2 separate regions of the Mus musculus genome follow, and region 2 is linked to region 1. The links are chromatin contacts, called in public Hi-C maps. All regions are on one chromosome and are shown on one strand. The core of a region is the stretch at or near the end of the contact, and the rest is flanking DNA. Distances in the headings are between cores, read along the strand shown. Region 1 holds the start of Snx17 (sorting nexin 17). Region 2 holds the start of Tmem129 (transmembrane protein 129).

Region 1 (6,339 bases), core at 1,015-3,514:
CTGTAGTTTTGCCTTGAGTTTGCACCCCACCCACCCACACATCCCATCTCACAGTTCCAGTCACTTTTAACACTGAGTTCCTCAATCTCCTCCGACTTAAAGGTCCTACCTCATGTACTGGGTCAAGGAGCTTTGTCTGCTGTACTGAGGCAGGTGGGAGAAGAGACTGACTTTGGATCCGTAATCCTTTCGTGTAGGAACCTCCATGAAACAAAGAGACATCATCAAACGGGACTGGGTGGGCTATTTGATCCCAATACTCCGTGCTTTTCCAGATCTTTTCTTTGCCCAGGGCAATTCTCCAGGTACCAAACCCACTTCCTACCTGTTGTCGATCTGGCTTTCTAAGGAGCCTCCTCAGAAGTGTGGGGTCATCAGCTGGGGTGTGCTCGGGGACACGCTTCACTCCTAAAAGTTAGGGAGATGCTTTCAAGACTCTATACATCTCGAAACGGGAGCGTTTGGGTAAGTGGAGTGTGAGAATGAAGAGGAGAGAGATACCTGAGGTGGTTTCTCCAGCAGTGCTGGGGCAGGCCTGAGGAGGGACGCCTCCTTGTTCCCCTTTTCTTGCCTGTTTCAGGGCCCGCTCTGCCTCCTGCTTGGCTCTCCTTTCGGCGCGAAGTTCTGCCTTACTCCGGCCAGCTGGAAGTTTCTCCCCAGCAGTACCTCCCAGCTGACTACCAGGTCCTGGGAGTTCTCTGATTGGGTCTATGAAATACAGAGGGAAGAGGTGCCTGGGCTCTAGGACGGTGATCTCTTTGCCCCAACCAAAGTTTCCCTTTTATCTATTTTTTTTCCCTTTCTTGACTGAGGCTGGAATTCATCAGAGATCCACCTGTCTTTGCTTTGGCCTTAGTTTCCCTTTTACCTTATCTAAGTTTTTTTTTTTTTCCTTTTTTGACTGAGGCTGGAATTCATCAGAGATCCACCTGCCTTTGCTTTGGCCTTAGTGCTGGGGTTAAAGGTGTGCTGTAAGCCACCACCAGCCAGCACCATCAGGCTCTGCCTTCCAAGTAACCGCTTTTGTACTTGCTCAAACCAACTTTGTTCTATCTCCCTTTGCAAATCCCTCATCCAGCATCCTACCCCCGGCCGTTTAAAGCGTCCCCGCACCTTGCCGTTGAGCTGCAGACACAGCAGAGCCAATTTCTTGGTCTGCCCCCTTTTCCTCCTTCCGTTTCTTCTTCTGCTGTTTCTTTTCTTTTCGAAGCTGAAGCTTCTCTTCTTGGGTCAACTCCCGCCCTGCTGCCTGAGACACAGACACGGGAACTGCTCTACCCCAGGCCATTCCAAAGGTTTATCAAGATGCTTACTAGATTCCCCCAAGGTTAAGTTCCTAACACTCTCTGACTTCTGTTACAAGTCTACGTAAGTAAGGAGAGAAACTTCTTCAGTCATAGTCACACACCGTTAAGCTCTGTAAAATCTCCCAGTTCTACTAAGAGATGAACTGAAAAGGATGGGAGATGGGGCCAAATGAAGGTGACACAGCTTTCTGTGTAGCTCTTGACAGGCGACTTAGGAGGTCTCTCCCTCACTTACCCCGGGCCGAGGAGAAAGTTCAGTCTTCATCTCGGATCTCGATTCTGCATCAGAAAACAGGGCACAGAGTGAGCCAGACAGGCTCCGGGAGGACTTGGGGAGACTCGTCGGCGCAGCTGGCTGCTGGGTTGGCATGACCACAGCTCGGCTGCCGGGCGCGAGGCGCTCTGGGATCCGCGTGGGGACGCACTGCGCGGCAGGATCAAAGGACAGGCGTGGGAGGAAAAGGGTCAGTCACCCTTCTGGGAACAGCCGGCAAGCAGCACCCTGCTGCGCCCTAGATCTTGTAAACCAGAGTCCCGCGACGTGCAGAAACCCGGCGGCAAGGCCCAAAGGCGCTCCGGACCCCGCATCAGCGATCCAGTGTTCATCTGCTCTTCTACCACTTGGTGCATCTAGCCCTTCACTCACCTTCGCGAACAGCCACCGCCACCGCAGCCATGACTGTGGGTCCTAGGCTCCTCCCGCCGAGGTCACTCACACTACAGCGCCACCTGGGCTGCTGGCTCCCCTGATGCCTCCCGCGGAGTCAGTCCCCAGCGGACTACAACTTCCGGCGTGCACTGGGTCCCGCCCAGGACTACGGGTCGCGGTGAGGACCAAAGGATGTTGGGTTCCCAATTAGGAGCGTCTCCGGCGCTCGACTACAGCTCCCAGCATGCCGAGGTTGCTGCTCGCAGAGCCGTCATCCTACAGCCTTCCCACCTCGGAGTTCAGGCCCACCAAAATGGCGAGCTGGGCTGCGGAGACGCGCTGAGTGGCAGAGGCAAGCGAGCAGAGGCGCTGCGAACCTGGTAGTACGGAGCTCTGCCTTAGGGAACATGCACTTTTCCATTCCTGAAACGGAGTCCCGCAGTGGGGACAGCGGCGGCTCCGCCTACGTGGTGAGGAGGTGCTAGAAGCTGGGCCAGGGCGGGGATAACGGGCCGGAGCTCTCGGAGCGGCCTCCAGCCTTCGAACCTCACTGGAAGCCATCTCATGTCTCAGTTTCGTACTTAAGCCACCCCAAGCTCCAATAGGTTCTTCTTTCCCCGGCCAGGCCGCGACTGCTCTGGCGGTGGGCACTATTGTCATCTCCGGGAGGGATACTGCCGCACAAGCGCCCGAGTGTCCTCGGGACTGGGCCTTCTGCTTGAAACCCGGCCCTGGGGGAAAAACAGGCTAAATCCCGGGAAGTCTCGGAGCGTTGCGCAGACGGATATGTCAGGCAACTTCCGGACAGGTTTCTGGGGCAAGAGGTGGTTTGCACGTCGATCCTGAGATGTTTGCCTGCTTTTGTGTCCTCAGGCCTATAACATTCACGTGAATGGAGTCCTGCACTGTCGGGTGCGCTACAGCCAGCTTCTGGGGCTGCACGAGCAGGTGGGACTAACAACCCTGTCTAGATGCAGCTTCAAGCCCTTCCATACCCACGGACATTAATCCCCTTTCATTACATCACCCTATAATCACTGCTACAGTGGAAGGTGGACTTTGTTAGCGTGACATTTCCGGAAACTCTCTGAGCGGCTTGTCTCTCACAGTTCCTGTACTTCCCTATACTCACACATCCTTCCTTCTCTGAGCTGTCTCCTTTTTCATCCTTTGCCCCTGCATGGAAAAACTGAACCCTGTTAGTCAAAGCACATTCCTTCTGGCACCTAAACTATAACTTGGGAATTCATTCCCCGGATTAATACAAACCATTCGCTGCTTTCCTTGTGTGTTCTTGGTCCCATCAGTGTATAAGATGTCCAAATGTTTCCCCCCTCACCAGATAGTGAGCTCTGTATAGATAGTGAATCTCTAGAGAGCCCTGTTTCTACTAGATGTCAGTCCTGAGCAAGTTAATTTCTTCCCGCCTCAGTTTCTCCAGATAAAAAGTAGATTCTTGGATCAGCAAAGTCCCTTCAACACACTTGAGTATGCTATGACTTTATTATCTGTGCACATAAGTGTTCCCTATAAATGTTCTCTACTGAGCAGTCTTGCTATGTAAATCAAAGGGCTCCTGGACCCAGGACCCCATGAAAAATCACCCTATAATGTCTTCACATGAACACATACAAGAATTTATACCTAAGATCTTTGGGGGTCCTGACTCTGCCAAAGTCATCTTTTGTCACACGTCTTTTAAAGAGTTGTTAGAAGAACCCAGGAGGACTTGGGTGAGTCTTAGTTGTCACCACTCAGTTCCTGTGTTATGTGAAGAATTGTATCTCTTTCTCGCCATAGCTTCGGAAGGAGTATGGGGCCAACGTGGTTCCTGCATTCCCCCCAAAGAAGCTGTTCTCTTTGACCCCTGCAGAGGTGGAGCAGAGGAGAGAGCAGTTGGAGAAGTACATGCAAGCTGGTGAGTGCACGGGTAAACTCTAGGCTGCTGTGAGCGCACGGGGAGAGATTGAAGTCAGGTGGCTCTGTCAAACGCCCCATCTTAATGGTTAGATTTAGGAAGTCTCTGGTCTGATGTTACTTAACCAGCAAAGCGAATAGCCATCACGGACTTTAAACTTTCCATATTAGTAAAGAAATGTGGAAACTTATCTCTGTGAGAAATACTAGTACAATAGTAGAATTACGAGGAATTTGTGGGGAGAACTTTGTATCTCATGTGCTTCAGATTAACATCATTGTTATTTCCCTAGTTCTGTAGACTGGACTCAACTAGATGGCAGCCAAGGGTGGGGCAGGTGAAGAATTTATGCAAACAGTGTGTGAGGTGAGGCCAGCTGGGGGTGTGGCAGGCCACCGTCAGCCCAGGAAATGGGGTTGGGGGACCTACTAAGAGGACTTGGGCGGGGGAAGCCTACAGTGAGTCTTAAGTTACTAGAATATTGTTCTCTTGACTCCACAGTTCGGCAAGACCCATTGCTTGGGAGCAGTGAGACTTTTAATAGCTTTCTACGTCGGGCCCAACAGGTAAGGCTTTGGGTAGAACCCATATTTAAGAGAGGGACCTGATGGGGGATCATGTCATTTTAATTACACGGGTATTTCCTGGCACCTTTTTTTTTTTTTTTTTTTTTTTAATGGAACAAACCTTCTACTGTACCGCTGAAGTCAAGAAAAGGCCAGCCTTTATTTAAGGATGATACCGGAGGGAGTTTGGAAAATGGGATGCATCTAAGCTGGACCCTAGACCTGCATTAACAAGGCAGTGCCCCCCATCTCATTTATTCACACAGGAGACCCAACAGGTGCCCACAGAGGAGGTTTCCTTGGAAGTGCTGCTCAGCAATGGACAGAAAGTTCTGGTAACTGTGCTAACTTCTGACCAGACAGAAGATGTCCTGGAGGTGAGGTGGTTGTTGAAGACAGCCCAAGTGCCCAGGGCACACTAGGCTCTGCACTAAAATAGCTGGTTGGTTAAGTTGTACTTCCTGTTCCCAGGCTGTGGCTGCAAAGCTGGATCTTCCAGATGACTTGATCGGATATTTTAGTCTCTTCCTTGTTCGAGAAAAAGAAGATGGAGCCTTTTCTTGTGAGTGTCGCTGTCCTTTACTGCTTGCGCTTCAGGCAGTGAGTTCCTGCTGTGAGAATGGGACATTTCCTCCAAGCAGGTCCATGGCTTTCCTTCCTCTTTAGTCTGATCACACTTTCCTTTTTTAATCTGTAGTTGTACGGAAGCTGCAGGAGTTTGAACTGCCTTATGTTTCTGTTACCAGTCTTCGGAGTCAAGAGTATAAGATTGTGCTCAGAAAGAGGTCAGGGCAGAGCCTTAAAGCAGGAGAGGGTGTGGGCTGGATGGCTGGGCCTCATACTGAAGTAGCTTTGCCGAGGGAACCGCAGTGGATGTTGTACTCACACCTCCCACCCTTCTCGTTCGGCTCCACCATTGATTACCCCAGAGTTGCAATTGTTCGCTTGCCCATTTTCCATTCTACTTTTGCTTAGCCCTGTGACCCATTTCCACCTCACAGTTATTGGGACTCTGCCTATGACGACGATGTCATGGAGAACCGGGTTGGCCTGAACCTGCTTTATGCTCAGGTGAGTTTGGAGCTGACTCAGAATTCTTGCCGTGAAGTGGTGACTCATATTCCACTTTCCCAAGAAAACTCCATGACTGGTTCCCAGGTCCTGAGGAAGTCCCTAGAATATTGGTCAGAGCTCCTGACACTGACTCTATAAACTGAAAAGGTCAAGGCCTCACTGCAGTTAGCTCTCAGCTCACGATGACAGCAGAGCTCACTTTTTTTCTCTAGACAGGGTTTCTCTGTGTAGCCCTGGCTGTCCTGGAACTCACTTTGTAGACCAGGCTGGCCTCGAACTCAGATCTGTAGATCTGCCTGCCTTTGCCTCCTGAGTGCTGGGATTAAAGGCGTGTACCACCACGCCCGGCTCAGAGCTCACTTTGATCACTTCACTGGAAGTACTAACTGGGATCCCCAACTTTCCATTCGTTGTCTCCACTGTATGTAGACGGTGTCAGACATTGAGCATGGCTGGATCCTGGTCACCAAAGAGCAGCACCGGCAGCTCAAATCTCTGCAAGAGAAGGTCTCCAAAAAGGAGGTGAGCTGGTTTTTGCCTTGTCTCCCTGTAAGGGTTACGAGCTCTGAGCTACTCCCTGTCTTGTAACTAACCACACCTGGTGAACATTTTTCAGTTCTTGCGGCTGGCCCAAACTCTGCGGCACTATGGCTATCTGCGCTTTGATGCCTGTGTGGCTGACTTTCCAGAGAAGGATTGCCCTGTTGTGGTGAGCGCAGGCAACAGTGAGCTCAGTCTCCAGCTGCGACTACCAGGCCAGCAACTCCGTGAAGGCTCTTTCCGTGTTACCCGAATGCGATGCTGGCGGGTCACCTCCTCTGTGAG
Region 2 (6,339 bases), core at 2,521-5,020, 2.5 Mb after region 1:
GAATTTCTTCTAAAACTCTTCAACTGACCATAGATAGACTCAAGGTAGAGAGTGGCTGTAGATTAAGTGTGTGCTTTAACTAGAACCTCTTGTCAAAGTCAAAGAGCTTCAGGCACTCCCCAGAAGTGGCTAGTGGAGACACAGAACATACTGTGATGCTCAGCGTACACAGCACACATCCAGGATGCAGAAGCGGGCACGGCAAGTGGGGCAGGGCACACGGCTGGCTAGCCAAGTGTCAGGGCGCTGGGGATCCTGGCGGCTGGCAAACCACTTGCCCATGCAAGTGAGACACCACATGGGTCGGCAGTAACACTGCTGGCACTCGCCGACCGCTGGCTCCTGACAGGTCTTCACCAACTTCACGCTGGCCCGTGTTTGCATGCAGCCTATACAGGGCTCCAGCTCCTACCGAGAGGCAGTTGAAAGAAAAGGGGTTACAGAAAGGCCTACAGGATGGTCCTGGGAGGAGTTCCACCCACTCTCCCACCCGGGCCAGCCCCCACCTGGTTGCTGGGTACTGAATAGGCTGGGTTGACCTCCACATGGGAAGCAAATGTTTCTAGGAAGAGGTCCCCCAGGCTCTGGCGGATGACCACATTGGCTGCACTTCGGATTGGGGCGTGGAGCTTCTCACATAGTTCGCCATATTCTGATGAATTCAGCCTGCAAGAACCATGGCTTGATGAACTGAGACCATCTGCCCTTGGGTCCACAACCTAAAGTCATTCAGAACCAAAAGCGGGCAGGGCCAGGAAAAACAAGCCACCTCGGTGAAGGCATAGCTACTAAAGATGGATGTGAAGGCAAAATCCAGAGTCACTGGTCACGAATCCCCAGCAGGATGGACAGGAAGAGTCTGGAGCTAAAGTGCCACCAAACTACATTCCTAGGCCATCACAAGAAGGTATAGGGACAGCTCAATGACAGAGCAGAAAGAGCGACAAAAAGAAAGCAGAAGGCAAAAAAAAAAAAAAAAAAAAAACCAAACTTGAAGGAGGATGACACTAAAGGGGTCAATTGACCAATGTCATATAGGCCCCAGCAGTGCCTTAGTCTTCCTCTACCTTTAACACCTCCTAAGAAGTACATGATCCACAACCACCATGTACTTACCGAATATCAAAGGGCTGTGTGCCAGGGCTGGTGCTTGCCACACGTATAGTAAGAAGCTGCACAGGTAGGTTTGAGTCTGGCGAGAGATCATGCTGCCGTGACTCTGTCACAGTCAAGTGAACATCCTGTTGCTGAGCCACATGTACACGGTATGTGGTCACCTTCATTACCCATGTGTCTGTCACAATCACTCGGGCACCAGGTGCCCCTGTAGCAAACTTGTCAATCCGTCGGAACTCTGTGTTGATGGAAGAAGCGACAGCCTGCCAACCAGACTGTGGAAGGGCATAGAGGGCCAGGGTTTGGGCCAGTGGGTGTCGGGTCCACCTATCCCAGGACCAGTAGTAGATCAGGGTACAGGAGAGAAGGGGAAGGGTCACAGCCAGGAGAAGGAAGAGTTGCCAGGCTTCTGGGGCCTGACCTGGGGAGTAGAGCTGCTTTTCTGAGGCTGCAAAGCACATGCCCATGTAGTAGCCTGCAGAAGAAAAGACATCTCAGGGGAAGACCTGGATGCTGGGGGCTCTCCTCCTCCCATGGTAACCCATCTGAACACCACAGCGCTCTCCCTGTGCTTGGGGAAGGGAAGAGCTATTTCCTTTCTGTTGCCAGCCCTGAGCCTTGTCTTGGTAACCTAGGGCATGATTAGCTCCCAGGACACGTTGCTTTTACCCCTTCACCTCCACAGCAGGCCTGCCTCAGCTCTTAGCCAGAGCAATGGTACCTCATATTAGAGGAAAGTATTTGCAATTTACTACTATAACTTCACAGACAAAGCCAAGTAGAAATCAAATAAAATCAAAGCTGCTGGTTAGTGGTGATTCATGCTTTCTATCCCAGCACTCAGGAGGCAGAGGCAGGTGGATCTGAGGCCAGCCTCATCTACTGATCTAGTTCTGGGACAGCCATGGATACACAAAGAAAAACAAACAAATAAACAAAAATTTCCTAGAAAACCAAAAGGAAACGACTTTACATAAACTGACCACTGGCCTACTTGAGACAGTTCTTTGGGCTGTATCTTGGTATCTCAATTTTGCCTCCTCTGAGGAGGCAGAGCCAACATAGCCCATCTCAAAGCTGGGACACTGAACAAGAAAATGAGCAAGTACCCAGTGATAGGGCACCTTGCTAGAACAGAGAAACCAGTTTCAGAGCCCTGTTAACCCAACAGGGAGCAACTTGAACATCAAAATGATCTGCAGATGGTAAGGTACTGTTTGAGCAGGCTCCAATCTGCAAAAAACAATAGTAACTGTTTACTTCTAGCCAATTCACTACATGTTAAAATAACTTGTTATGTAGCAACAGAAGACAGCTCCACCGTCTGTCTGCTCTCAATATGACCTCCCTGAGTGACTTGTGCTTATTAACTTTGGGTTCCTTGTTCTGGTATGGGAGTGCCCACTGGACAGCCCTTGGTCAGGAGTCCTGCCTTAGAGCCCCACACTCTTGATATGCCTTGCAGTGTACTAACTAGGTCTCCAAACCAAACTACATGACCATGCCAACTCCATCTCCAGTTCTCCAAAGGAGTCCTCTCCACCCTCCTTCTTCTCAAAACAGATCTGAGTGTTTCTATTACCACACCTGCCTCTGCCTCTCTGGAGCCTAAGCAGCTGCTTCACACCAATCATTCCTGTGCCCAGAGCTGCAAGTATGACAGACAAGCAGACATGTGTTCTCCCAGATCTATCTTTCCCTGTCCCTGTAGCTTCCAAAGGTCTCCTTCATCTGGATCCCAGACTTCAATCACTGCTATATTCCAGCAGTTTCCCCAACCTTTCCTCCAATCAGCCAACAGATGGGCCTCTCCGAGGTCCCACTAGCACTTGGGGCACCACATACCATGGCCTTGGACAGGGCCATAGACCTAGCCCGGCAAAGGAAACGCTCCATTAACATTCCCAACCTTGACCGTCTTCATCTCTGCCTGCTCTTCTTACACCCACCTTCCCCTGGGATCTCTCCAACCCCTGTTGTAATGAAATCAACAGGAGCTCTTTCCTATAGAAATCGTCCAACATAGCAAGCAGGCTGAACGATTCTGCACTCCAGCCGCAGTGATGTCAAAGACTGGAGCTTAGCCCCACCCGAGCACCACTCGCAGGACAGCGCCAGGGCCGCCGCCTCCCAACTGGAAGAGCGTATGGTGCTCTAGAGCGCTCAGCTCACAGCCAGGGCTGCAGAGATCCCGCTTGCTTGTTCATGATCTTGACCGGCTTCTGCTCCAGTTCCTCACCCTTGGAGTCTCCAAGCGCCCGGTTAAGCGCCAACCACCGGCCGGCACACAGGAGGCTCACCTAACGGCAGCAGTGAGTGACACAGTAGTGTGGCGGAAGTGCGGCGAAGGTGGTAAGGTACGAAGGCGGCGTCCTCGCTGCCCAGCCAGCCCGACAACAGATTCTGCACTGTGAGCCCGGCCGAGTAGAACTCGTTGGGCGTGAACACGAAGCACACTGCGAAGACCAGGTAGGCCAACGTGAAGGTCACCTCAGGGCTGTCCATCCCGCCACCGCTCACTGGGCCGTGCAGAGGCAGGAGAGTCCAGTTCTGGACAGTTGGTTTGTTGCCGCAGCCACCGCCGTCAGATCGCCCGCGGGGCACTCTGGGAAACGGAGTCCAAGTCCGGCTACTGGCGGGGCATCCTGCGAATCTGAGCGCCTCCTGTCCAGGCACCCGCAAAGCATTCTAGGAAATGGAGTCCCCTCCTCAGGCTGCCCGCGGGGCACTGTGGGAGACAATTTCCCTGTTGGGTTGACCCGAAGGGCACCCTGGGAGTCAGAGTCTCGCGAGGCCGCCCCCGGCATTCTGAGTGGGGAGTTCTCGGACCCTACGCTGACCCACAAGCTGTGAGCCGCCCAGACACCCCCCGTAAGGGTTCAACTTCTCCCTTACAAACAGCTCGGAGGAGACACTGCAACTGGGTCCATTTAACAGCTGAGAAAAACCGAGCCAGGGCGAACTGGTTTCCAACCGCATTCGCGGCCGACCATGAGATTTTCTGGGCCATGATGGCTCTCACAGTCACTGGCTACCAACAAGCCCTCTCGGCCCCCGATGCTAGACCACAGTTCCCATACGCCCCAACGCTCCCACTGTGCCCTCAGTCCCGGAAGCGGAACTCCCTGCGCAAGAAGGGCGGGACCAGTATGGCTTGCAATTGGCCACAGGTGGCTCTACGGAAGCCTCTTCTCCAACGCGCTGATTGGCTGTGGAACGCCAACTTTCGGTATTTGAATCTGGGGCGGGCGTAGCGGACGACGTTCCGGGACTGCGAGAGCGGACCTTGTTGGGGTTCCTTCGGCTGGGTTTCTCCTGCTCCGTTTTCTTAGCGCGAAGCGGGCACGGCGCTCCTCCCTTGCGGTGGGCGTCCGCGCGGGCCCAGGGCTTGGCAACCGTAGTCAGGTAAGGGAAACGGCGATTTTTTATTTCCCTCGGGCGCAGGGTGGGGATCAGCCCCACGGAACTTGATTCCTGCGAGCTGAGTTACCGTTCCTGTCTTCCGCAGCTTCGCTCTCTCCCTTTGTTGAGGACCCACCCCTCACTCCAGCCTCCTCTGTTCTAAACTCAGGGGATGCACCTAGCCTCCTAGGCAGGACAGGAACCTGCCCGTGGGCTGGGCTTTGCAGGCCGGCCTGCCAGTGATCTCGGTCTGACCCAGTTGATGGCCTCCAAAGAGGCCGTGCTGGTTCCTGTTCTGGTCGAGCGTGTCGTGTAGGAGAATCGCGTCTCAGAGCCAGGGACATCCGTCGCCCCAAGTCTCTTACTCCATCTTTTCTGCGAAACTATTCTGTCTGTCGTCTGTCTTCCTGAACCCAGGGATATTTCTTGTTCCTGGGTCTGTGCCTCTAAGTCCTCCTTCCGTACAGCCTGACCACAACTTCAAAATAAATGGCTTCTCTTGGAAACGCTTTCTTTCCAACTCCAGATGGTCCTGATAAGTTTCCCTTCTCTATTGCATCCTTCTCTGAACAGAGTCCTTTAAGGCTAAGGCCTTTTTCCTCAACTTTAGCTACCAGAATGACCTCATGCCTATACCTATACAATTTGGTTCAGCAATGCATATTTCCAGTCATGATCGCTTGATTGTACACTTCTGTCCATGCACTGTTCGAGGTGGGAGATGTTTCTTTCTCCTTCAACCTTCAAACTTCACCTCAGAGACCATCAGTCAACTTGAGCTTTATCATCTCCCATAGGTGATTTGACCCCATACTTGTTCTCAGAAGGACAGGTGCAGCAGCAGCAACAAAACTTCCTATGTTCCCTGCCCCACCCCTAGTCACTCCTGCACCATGAAGACATCAGAACAAGAGGAAAGGCCCCTTGTGGGTGGGACCATCTCTGGGCTGGTAGTCTTGGGTTCTATAAGAGAGCAGGCTGAGCAAGCCAGGGGAAGCAAGCCAGTAATGAACACTTTCCCCCTTTCCCCCTTGATCACTAATTGAGAAAATGCCTTACAGTTGGATCTCATGGAGGTATTTCCTCAACTGAAGCTCCTTTGTCTGTGATAACTCCAGCTGTGTCAAGTTGACACAAAACTAGCCAGTACAGGTTCTGATGTCTTCTTGGTGCAGGAGTGACTAGAGGTGGGGCAGGGAACATAGGGAAGTTTTGTTGCTGCTGTTGCACCATGGCCTCTGCATCAGCTCCTGCTTTCTGACCTGCTTGAGTTCCAGTCCTGACTTCCTTGGTGATGAACAGCAGTATGAAAGTGTAAGCCGAATAAACCCTTTCCTCCCCAACTTGCTTCTTGGTCATGATGTTTGTGCAGGAATAGAAACCCTGACTAAGACAGAACCCAAATCTGGCTTGTCAATTTTTGTCTCCAGGAACTCCCTCCAGGAGCTGGGGACATGGCTCAGACAGTATTGTGCTTGACAAATGAGCATGAGGACTTGACGTCAGATCCTCAGCACCCACCTAAATTGTGTGGTGTGGCTGCACCCATTTGTAATCCTAGCACTGGGAAGGCAGACTGGAGGATCCCTGGAGCTCCCTGGCCAGATTGTCTTGCTGAATTGGTGAGCTCCTGGGTCAGTTAGTCTAACAAGGTGGAGAACAATTGAAGAAAACACCTCCTGTCAACCTTTGACCTCCCCTTCACACACACCTCCAACCCTCATCCCATCCGAAGCAAAAGCTGAACCGATTGTTCTGCTTTCTTGCCTGAAAGACTTCACCTGAGGCTGTACAGCCCAGAGGCCTATGCTTGTAAATTCC

The links. Hi-C and Micro-C count contacts between places; a contact is called where the count stands out from the background.
Region 2: a contact with region 1 is called in a Hi-C map of neutrophils, with 8 times the contacts expected there. The contact joins the promoter of Tmem129 here to the promoter of Snx17 in region 1. A contact is called at or near these places in 6 of 39 promoter capture datasets (the C10 cell line, hippocampal neurons, liver and 2 more), 13 of 484 Hi-C or Micro-C datasets (CD4 T cells, CD8 T cells, LSK cells and 8 more), 12 of 115 datasets of contacts at active chromatin or transcription factors (Th17 cells, astrocytes, cardiomyocytes and 7 more) and 3 of 9 other capture datasets (adipose tissue, liver and macrophages).

Annotation. Positions count from the first base shown.
Region 1 is chr5:31,191,040-31,197,378 of GRCm38.p6, forward strand. Snx17 (sorting nexin 17) reads left to right here and starts at 2,265. Exons shown (of 15, transcript NM_153680.2): 1 at 2,265-2,426; 2 at 2,830-2,904; 3 at 3,757-3,874; 4 at 4,376-4,440; 5 at 4,707-4,817; 6 at 4,912-5,002; 7 at 5,138-5,225; 8 at 5,442-5,511; 9 at 5,944-6,036; 10 at 6,131-6,334. The coding sequence starts at 2,364. Eif2b4 (eukaryotic translation initiation factor 2B, subunit 4 delta) reads right to left here and starts at 2,100. Exons shown (of 13, transcript NM_010122.2): 1 at 1,954-2,100; 2 at 1,543-1,586; 3 at 1,114-1,249; 4 at 502-708; 5 at 326-408; 6 at 110-201. The coding sequence starts at 1,984.
Region 2 is chr5:33,654,207-33,660,545 of GRCm38.p6, forward strand. It overlaps Tmem129 (transmembrane protein 129), which reads right to left and starts at 3,771. Exons shown (of 4, transcript NM_026698.3): 1 at 3,417-3,771; 2 at 1,117-1,591; 3 at 507-666; 4 at 1-408. The coding sequence starts at 3,621. The coding sequence ends at 160. Tacc3 (transforming, acidic coiled-coil containing protein 3) reads left to right here and starts at 3,922. Exons shown (of 15, transcript NM_001040435.3): 1 at 3,922-4,521.